Linked DNA regions of Mus musculus: all the other regions are linked to region 1. Evidence: chromatin contacts called from public promoter capture Hi-C data. All regions are on one chromosome and are shown on one strand. The core of a region is the stretch at or near the end of the contact, and the rest is flanking DNA. Distances in the headings are between cores, read along the strand shown. Region 1 holds the start of Prkx (protein kinase, X-linked). Region 2 holds the start of Nsdhl (NAD(P) dependent steroid dehydrogenase-like). Region 3 holds the start of Tmem47 (transmembrane protein 47).

The links. Promoter capture Hi-C pulls out the DNA fragments that hold promoters and counts their contacts.
Region 2: a contact with region 1 is called in a promoter capture Hi-C map of pre-B cells. The contact joins the promoter of Nsdhl here to the promoter of Prkx in region 1. A contact is called at or near these places in 2 of 39 promoter capture datasets (cranial neural crest and pre-B cells).
Region 3: a contact with region 1 is called in a promoter capture Hi-C map of cranial neural crest. The contact joins the promoter of Tmem47 here to the promoter of Prkx in region 1. A contact is called at or near these places in 1 of 39 promoter capture datasets (cranial neural crest) and 1 of 484 Hi-C or Micro-C datasets (cerebral cortex).

Annotation. Positions count from the first base shown.
Region 1 is chrX:77,794,308-77,797,463 of GRCm38.p6, forward strand. Prkx (protein kinase, X-linked) reads right to left here and starts at 1,632. Exons shown (of 9, transcript NM_016979.2): 1 at 1,241-1,632. The coding sequence starts at 1,397.
Region 2 is chrX:72,916,855-72,920,010 of GRCm38.p6, forward strand. Nsdhl (NAD(P) dependent steroid dehydrogenase-like) reads left to right here and starts at 1,667. Exons shown (of 8, transcript NM_010941.3): 1 at 1,667-1,839. It overlaps Cetn2 (centrin 2), which reads right to left and starts at 1,490. Exons shown (of 5, transcript NM_019405.6): 1 at 1,460-1,490. The coding sequence starts at 1,462.
Region 3 is chrX:81,069,049-81,072,204 of GRCm38.p6, forward strand. It overlaps Tmem47 (transmembrane protein 47), which reads left to right and starts at 1,596. Exons shown (of 3, transcript NM_138751.2): 1 at 1,596-2,112. The coding sequence starts at 1,887.

The DNA of each region.
Region 1 (3,156 bases), core at 382-2,881:
CCGAGATGGGGCGTGGAGGGAGAGGGCAAGGAAGACAGACAGAAAGAAAAGGGTGGAGAACCAGTTGAGGTGCCAAGTGCCTGTGAATGAGTCCCTGAAGTCTCAGCACTGGGAAAGCTAAGACAGGAGGATTGTCTGGCATCTCCAGTCAGCTTAGGCTATGCAGTGACTTTCAGGTCAATGTCTCAAACATATAGAGGGCAGTCCCCATTCCCAGCACCCCATAACCAATCTGTGGTGGAGTGGGGCTCGGTTCCCAGCACTCAGAAAGAGGGGGAGGCGGAGAATGTGTAGTTTAAGGTCATCCTGGCTACACAGTGATGGAAAGGCCAGCCTAGAATACAACATGATACATAAATAAACGACATTCATTCAAGCAGCTCAGTTTCCCTCAAAAGTCAATCAAAAGCCAAGATGCAGCGAGTGTCAGCCAGCCTCCAAGAGGGAACCAGGATCAAACTTGCAAGCCCTTTTACCCACACACATTTTTTTTTTAACATCTCACCTGCTCAGCTGAGAAAGTGTTTATTGCCCCTCATCCTGGTCCTGAACCCTGACTTGACTTCCACACCAGGGTGAACACAGAAGCCTCTAGAATCTCTGCTCACAGCTGATCGGAGGACGCCAATCCCTCCCTCTGTCCTTCCTCCATCCTCCCGGAACACTTTCCTAATCATCAACACACCAGGCACAACTGTCCTAGTGACCAAGTTTGCTGAGAAGCCCGGGACTCCTGGGCTTCAGACTTGAGAAGCTGGCGCCCATGATTCGCAAGATCCTAGCCTCCCTCCCCAGTACTCCGGCACGTTTGGGGATCTACCGGCTTCCCTAGCAACTTTCGGGGTCACGAGGGTACCAAGTTTGAGCCACTAAAGAAAAAACGAGACCCAGGCACACAATAGATGCTGGGAAAACGTCCCCGAAGGGTCCCTTGGGGGTCACGCGTCCCTTCGAGTCCCGCCAGGGGTCTACAGTGCGGAGGCTGGATGCGATCCCGAGAAATCCTGGGCATGAGCGGGTGCGCAAGCGCCAGGGAGGCCGGGCGTGGTGTCCCAAGGGTGGCTAGCACCCCAGTAGGGAGCCTCCGAGTCCCTAAGGTGAAGTCACCCTCCTGAAAGCTCTGTGACGTGGGGCTGCCCCGTTTCCGGAGGCCCAGTAATGAGAGTGTGGGAGACAGAAATCTGAGGGTCGCTCCCAAGCCGCGTCCCCACACATAAGTTCTTACTCAGTTCTCACTCACCCACGGTGGCTATGGTGTCCCAATCTTGTAACGAGTGCCCCGCCTTCTGTGACGATGTCCTGGGTTTGGGGTCCGCGGCGGGCGCCGAGACCTTGGTCTTCACGGGGTCATGGTCTGGATCTTTTACGGTCGCCGCGGCACCAGCGGGCGGCTCCATGGGGCGGGGGACGCACGGTGTGACAGCGGCGCAATGGCAGTCTGTGCATCAGCAGTGGGCTCGCACGGGTGTTCCGGAGCCCGCGGCCGAGAGGACAATGGAAGCAAACTCAGCGGGTCTCAGAGCGATGGGAGGGGCTCATGGAAGTCGCCCGAGGGCTCCACGGACGCGCGTGGGGTCCGCGGGACCGGAGCCAACCGCAACCCTCTTCATTCCCGGCGGAAGCCGGCTGGGCGGCGACCGGCTTGTGACGGCGGGGGAGTGGGGTGTCTGGATGACGCGAGGGGGAAGAGCCTTCATCTCGCTCCGCCTTGTTGCGTAACCGACGGGGAGGAGCCCGGCGTTGGCCCAACCCTGCCTATTGTTACTCACCCGCGGGGCCCACGCCCATGGGATGTACCTGCACCAAAGTAAAAGTAATGGAGGGGGCTGCACTGGGGCCACGGGGTCCAGCTTGACACACACACACGCACGCACACCATGGGTCTCTCTCTCTCTCTCTCTCTCTCTCTCTCACACACACACACACACACACACACACACACACACACACACACACACACACCGCATGCCTGGTTCCTCCCCCTTGGCAGGAAGCGGGAAGGAAGAGGTGCAGGAACTTCCGGCTGCTGCTTGGATATTTACCAGCAGAGCCTTAGCAGTGGGTAAAGGCACCAGAAGGAGTCCGGGTTGGGCAGGGTTTCTCGGTTTCTCCTTAATCTCAGGGGATTGAACTCCTGGTGTTCTGTAGTCCCCGAGTGCCGCCCTCCCGAAAGCCCGGGCTCTCAGTGGCCCTGCAGCACCTGCTGATCCTGAGCCCTGGGGCTCCTGAGTAGACCGGGTTTCCAGGGACTTGTTATGCGGCTTCAAACAGGCCTGGGCTCGTAGGCAGTGCTGAGAACTGGGTGCTTCACAGACCGCAGCCACCACCTGCAAGGTGAGGGCGGTGTTTCCCTGAGCCTGGAATGCAAAGAATGTGGTCTCCCGGCTGCTCAGTGCATGCTCACTGCACTGCACCGCTCCTAGCTTTGAGGCACTGGGTCCTAGAAGACACAGGGCCAATAGGGCCCCAAGTCAGGAATGAAGTGGGGACCATCCATTCGGAACCAGTTGCCCCGATGATGCCCGTAGGTGGCAAGTACACTGACCTTGGCAACAAGAAAGTCTGCTGGCTGCTTTATTTATTATTATTTTTTTTTATTGTTTCACATTGAGAACATTTTCTCATTCAATAAACACATGCTAGGACCTGATACTCCACTAGTCAGAATGCACAGAGCCTGCTATTATTTTGAGTTTGGTTACACTATGACAAAACTGTAGCCTGATCCCAGACCTTAGTAGACCCCCAGACTTTATACAGCTGACTCCATGATGGAAGTATCATTCAGGTTATAACACTCAAAATGAAGACAGCGCCACCTACCAAAACTAAAAGACTAGTCCATCAAAGCCCTTAGTTCTGGGAAAGTTTCTAAATCTACTAAGCTTGCATTTTGGTTTCTGTAGTTCCACTTCTGGCTAATTGTTCTTGTTAAAACATGTCAACCTAGAACATAGTTTCTGTTTTAAAAGCTCACCCTGAGAAAGGCTTAGGGTACACTTGGAACCCAAGTACCCAAATGTAGTCTCTGGCTGGCTAATAAAGAATTTCTATTGCCTCAAACCCATGTCCATGCAGTCTTTGGTAAACATCTCAACAACAAAAAGCATTTATTCAACTCTGCAAACATTGATCTTCTGATGAGACAGATACTCT
Region 2 (3,156 bases), core at 417-2,916, 4.9 Mb before region 1:
AATATATAAACACAGAAGCACATTATTACAAGCCATAGTCCTTGTTTTATTTATGACAGCTCTAAACATACATATCTTTTTCAATGAGGTGTGCCATCGTTTGTAATGTACTTATGTCATTACGTAAACTTCCATGGGCCAGTGAGAATTCTTGCTGCCAAGCTTGATAACCTAAGTGGGAACCAGGACCCAGGCTTCAGTTGTCGTTGTCAAAGATGAAAAGGGAAACGATGCTTACATGGTAAAAGGAGAGAACTAACTCTTCCAAATTATTCTCTGACCGCCACACTCAGGCTAAAATGTGCTTCTCCACCAAGGAATAATAAGTGTAAAAACTAAAATAAAATTAACCCCAACTCTAAATGACAAATAGCACAAACCTCTGTGAAGAAAAAACTTTCTCTCAACTTAAAACTATTTCAATTTATATATGTCAGTTTTTACTAAGTTATAAAAAAAGAAATTGGCAATAATGAGGTTATTTTCTAATATAACTGTAAATTTGTCTTAATGTGATGTCTCATATGACTAAATTCAACTATATTTCATTGGGGAGCCACCAAATAGAAGAGAGTTTTTGTTTTAAAATAGTATATTACCATTTTCCTCCTTGTTCTTGTATAGATCAACATAGAGCAAGTGAATATATGAATATGAATTTCTAGTGTTAACATAGCCTTCATGAGAAGACATAACTCTGACCTCCACTGTCTTAAAGTTTATACTACAGAAAGTTCATGCAATTGTACCATTAATCCATGTGTCACTTTAGGAGATTCAATTTCAGTCATTTTTAAATCTAAAAAAGCATCATCAAAAGCTCTTTGAGAAACCAATTACAGTTATGGATGATCAACTGTATATGATTTCCGTACTCTCGGTTTTAGAAATGTACTTAAAACATCTACTTGTGGTGCCAGTTCCCAAGAACTCTGCTCCTCCAATTACTTATGCCTAAATTTGGCTAAATGTAAACTTACTAAGATAAAAATTATGCCGGTACAAAGTGATAAAAATCAAACCATTTGCACCTGCGTGCTTTCTCACAGCCTCTCCTGAAAGCGTTTGCGACCATCAGAACACAGTAAACCTCTTAGCACCAATGCATAAACTTTAACTGGGTGGCCGCGGCCAGGAGGCCTGAGTTTGACTGAGGCGGAAGTCTAAGGGAAGCAATAGAATGGTCACCCTGCTGTTTCCTGAAAGCCAGCGGAGGTCCAGAGGCAGTTTGTGCGGGGGTGGCTGAAGGTGACTTGGGCGAGGAGGGGGTAGTGGGAAAGAGCAGGCAAGGCAAGCTGCTGGCGGCTGTACTTTCTCTTCTACCCTTCCGGCACACAGCTCCAAGGAAGAACTAGTGCGTCAACGCCAAGAACCGTGCAAGAAAGGTAGCAAGGCTGCACCGAGGCCTAGGAAAGGACCGGGGACGCCGCGTGGGGTCCACCGAATCCCTAGCACTTACCATCACCCAACGGACTCTGCCACCGGTTGTTAAGGCAACGGCGTACTCGCAGCCTCAGCGGCGTTCCCACTGCTCCACGCGCGCACAGCCCGCTTCCCATTGGTTTGGGAACGAAGAGGTGGGGCTAACCTGGCAAAACTCGCCCAAGAGCAAGAGGGCGGTGCGTCGGCAGCCAAAGACTAGCCTCATTGGGCAAAATCATGCTGTGAGCGTCAATTGGTTGCGCCAGAGCCAAGCTAGACCAATCAACATTATGAAGGAAGCTCTGCTGATTGTGGGCTCATATCTATCAGTAGAAAAGGGTGGCGGGTGTTCAGCCAGACTTCTCTGGTTGCCGGTTGTCTGCAAGCTGAGGTCGATCATTTGAGTGTCTAAACCGGGTAAGAGTTGCGGGCTTGCCCTTAGAGGCTGCTGCGTGTGGGTGACAGAGCCTGGAGGAAGTAGGAGGGAATGGGTGGGACCCATTTTAAAACCGAGTTGGGGGACACAGAACATCTGAGGGGCCAGCAAGATATGACCAAATGGTTTGGAGGGGTGACTGTGCCAGGAGAAGCTGAGACCTCGAAACTGGAGTGGGCATGCTGAGTATTGTGTCAGTGGTTCACAGGGCTGGGGCTTAGAAACCCAATCCACATGAGGCTTTGTCTTTACATTAGCTCTACAAGAGTCACTTTAGCTCTCAGGGGAATGGGCTGGGGACTTTTAGATCTTCAAAACTCATCAAAATGTGTCCTGTTAGACGTACAGACACTCAAGTCACATGGGAAGGAGCATTCCTGAATGAGACTCCCTTGAAAGCAAAGCCACAGGAGTTTTGGAAGTATGGAATGTAAAGAGAATTAAAGGGCAAAGTGCACAACGGGTTGGGGCTACCTGGAGCTGTGCCAGGAGTAATGAAGGCCCAGGGTCGAACACAGATTCTATGTTCTACGTCCCTCAAAGCAAAGAAAATCAGTTTAGGGACTTTAAGGGCACAGTATCAGTCTCTCAAACTGAGAAAGGCCTGAGACTTAACAGCTCCCCATAAATGTAATATAGGCCCTTTGCCCTCTTTCCTTTAAGCCAGGAACCGGCTTCAAAACTTTTGTGTCTTGTTTGGCTCCTTTGTTCACTGCAGCAACAATCCCCCATATCCAGCCTCTGAGTTCTCACAGTTCCGTCCTTGAATTGTCCTCTGTTTTCTCTGTTCCTCCTCAGCCCTTCCTCAGCAGTATGAGCTGGAGTTCTCACCATAATCTGCAAAGCCTGCCATGAAATTCCTCCTTCTCCCATCACACCCACACTGTTCCCCCTCTGGCTCACTCTCACCCAGGGCACTATTTTTGCGGCTGATACATTCCTTCACTGACCTTACCCAGTCCCATGAACTTTTTAAAATTTTTTAGTATTTTGATTAATTCTTTGAGAAAATTTCACAGGTAGATATAATTTTTTTGTTTTGAGATAGGGTCTCACTCTGTAATTCTGGCTGACCTGGCACTCACTATGTAAACCAGGATGCCCTCAAACTTCACAGGGATCCATCTGCCACTGCCTCCTGAGTGCTTAGATTAAAGGTATGCACCAGCAAGCCTAGTATTGGTCTTCAGCTATTGTCACCTTCTCTGTAAAGGTAATCACTCTCTTTACTTTGTACCTGGGCCCCTCATATTGCTCCATATTTTTATAGTAGCACTTGTCACCTCCTAAGCCACTGT
Region 3 (3,156 bases), core at 346-2,845, 3.3 Mb after region 1:
GTTCCTTGCTTGTTTTTGGTGCCTCCTGAAGAAATTAACCTGATAATGGTTGAAGAGTAAAAAAATAGCCAGCTCTCCTATTTATAGTTTTAAGAAAACTTTGGGTTTCATTCTACTTGGGGCTTCTTCTTTTTCTCAGATCACCTGATACTACTTTGATTGCTTCTTCCACTCCAAGTGTTCTTGTCAAAATGTGCTATGCCTGTGCAAAGAGGATGTTAGAAGAGAATGAGTGTTAAGGACCCCCTTATCCCTGCACAGAAAGTATGAGAGCCATTAAGGTTGAGGTATTATGTCAGGGGTGAGAAGCACGCCAAGGGGCATTCTTCAGGTCAGTGTCCTCATTTTTGACTTTCACACTAAGTTATTGAAAAGGTAAATGATCTGGAAACACTCTTAGACAATGATCTGAACATTAAATTGCTTTTTCTTTTTCTTTTAGGCAAGAGGGAAAGTAGTTGAAAAAAAAAAAAAAGGCATGAAACAACTCCCATCCCCAATCACTTTGAATTGACAATTACAAACCACAAATCCAGTTTCAAGGGGTGTGCAGTTCTCATAAATCAGCCAAAAGCGTGAAGCCCCTCCTCAAGAACCAAGGCAATGCCCTTTGAAGAGTCCTTGTGTAAGTCAATTTAATGAAAAATCTATGTAGATGCATTAGTTCCATTCAGGATCCTTATATCACAGCTTCTTATCTCAGGCCCTGTAGTAGAGTTTGTGGAAGAACAGGGAAATGTAGTAGAGCTTGTGGAAGAACAGGGAAAGCTTATCACCGAGGGTAGGAATTCAGATCTAGCTGAACACAGTGAAGAGAAATTTAGGGATTTTAGCCAAATTATAAAGGACAGAACAGCAGAGTTGCAAATAGGGCTAGCTTTATGCTTGTCTTTTTTTTTTTTTTTTTTTTTTTTTTCTGAGACAGGGTTTCTCTGTGTAGCCCTGGCTGACCTGGAACTCACTCTGTAGACCAAGCTGGCCTCGAACTCAGAAATCCGCCTGCCTCTGTCTCCCATGTGCTGGGATTAAAGGCGTGAGCCACCAATGCCTGGCTAGCTTCATGTTTACACTTTGTGAAATCTCTCATTCATTTTATCTCTCTCTTGCCCTTCAGAGGAGAGCAAAGGCTGTTTTCAGATTGAGAACTGACTTAATTTGGAGCTGGAAGGTAGGGATGGAAGGGTGTCTCCAGGGCTCGTCCTGGGTTCAGAGTGGGAAGTGTTACTTTTCCCCTCCTTCCACAACCTCATTCCGGATGTGAATTGATTAGCAAGAGGGTAGAACATCGCCCTGTGTGGAACCCATCTTTTCTCCAAAGGCCACAGCCTAGGAAGCCACATCAAGAAGAGAACTAGAAAAATGGTCAGTCCCTGTTCCCTAGGAAAGGAAAAGCCACGTGACCCGGAGACAGGGCGAGGGAGCGACCCCGGAGCAACCGCGGTCCGGCTGGCTGCAGAGAAGAATTGCTGCGCGCAGTGACCAAGGGATTAGTGGCGAGACCGGCGGGAGCCAGAGCCTTCCGCCGTCCGGGTGCAGACCCTCAGTCTCTCTCCTAAGGCGCCGCCTCCCGCAGCCTGGGGCGGGGCTGGGGCGGAGCCAGGTTGGCCGCGCCAGGGAGGAGCAGGCGCGGGCGCGGGCGCGGGCTGATCGCTTGCTGAAGATTCTCTCTGCGTTTGCTGTCGCTGCAGCAGCGGACGACCTCCTTAGGGCCAGGCGTCCCAGCTAGGCAAGTCCAGTTGACCACTCGGTGTGCTTAACTGAGACCCAAGGTACGACTTCTTGGCGCGGTTAGCGCCGCTTTCCTGTTCGGGAGGTCCCGCTCCAGGCTCTTCGGACCCTCCTGGCGTCCTCGTTTGCGTCGGGAAGGGCGGCAGCGGCGCCCGGGCATGGCTTCGGCTGGCAGCGGCATGGAAGAGGTGCGAGTGTCGGTGCTGACCCCGCTCAAGCTGGTCGGGCTGGTGTGCATCTTCTTGGCGCTGTGTCTGGATCTGGGAGCTGTTCTGAGCCCGGCCTGGGTCACCGCGGACCACCAGTACTACCTGTCCCTGTGGGAGTCCTGCCGGAAACCCGCCAACCTGGATATCTGGCATTGCGAATCCACTCTCGGCAGCGGTGAGCGCCCCCACCCCACCTCCGGTGCCGCGCCCCTTGCTCCCGCGTGGCCATCCTGGGCTCCTCCGCTGCCACCGCCTCTCTGGGAGCCACCTCCCCCACTTTCCTTCGCTCCCCTCCCTGCCTCCTTGCCCTACCTTCTCGGCCCTTGGACCCCAGGACCCTCTTGCATGTGCCCCTCTCTCGAAGGGGTCCGGGTAGGCAAGACTCCAGAGACCTCCTACGCCCTCTACTCCTCCCTTGCTCATCCCTCCAGTTTTGGAGTAACACGTCTGCTATTTTGGGCAATTGTTATCATTGAGGGCGAGAACCATGTGGCTGTGTAAAAGACGCAATGCCTTCCACACCCCCGTTAGAAAAGAAATGGGTAAAACGCTCCAAATCTGTGTGGGTTCTCTGTTCCAACCCTCTAAGAGAAATTTGCCCAAGTTTTCCTGAAGGCCCACATTTCCCCCTATTCTATTTCACTTTACCTGGTGTATTGGCTAGGAACCCTGACTAAGACACCTGGCTTTTCCCGAGTGAATTTTCGTGTGTGTGTGTGTGTGTGTGTGTGTGTGTGTGTGTGTGTGTGTGTGTGTATTTCCCCTTTAAATTTTGGGGAGGGATACCGAGAGTCAGGAGAGACTGATGAATTTTCTTTCCTTTTTTGGCGACACCATTGTTGCTTCTGAGTTTCCTTTCTTTCACTCCCACAGTAAGAAACTCCCCTTTCTTCCACTCCGTTTTCTCTGAGCTAGTTACTCACAGTTGCCTGGAAAGTTCTGCTTCATTCAGCAAGCAGTGAAAATTGTGTGCGGATGGGAAACGGGGTAGAGTAGGCGGTAGCCATTGTGGCTACTAGCTCAAAGGGACTTTGTGGCTTTATTCTCTTCCTGATCCTCTAGTTTTTGTTTTTGTTTTGTTTTGTTTTTAACCCCATTTCCAGAGTCCCATTCCTAAGAATTTGCCAACTTCCAATTTCTTGCTGAAAACTATTGCTACTTGAATTCTGTTTCTTCAGCTGCTGCTGTGTGCACAGATTAAGGAATGTAAAAGGGAGGC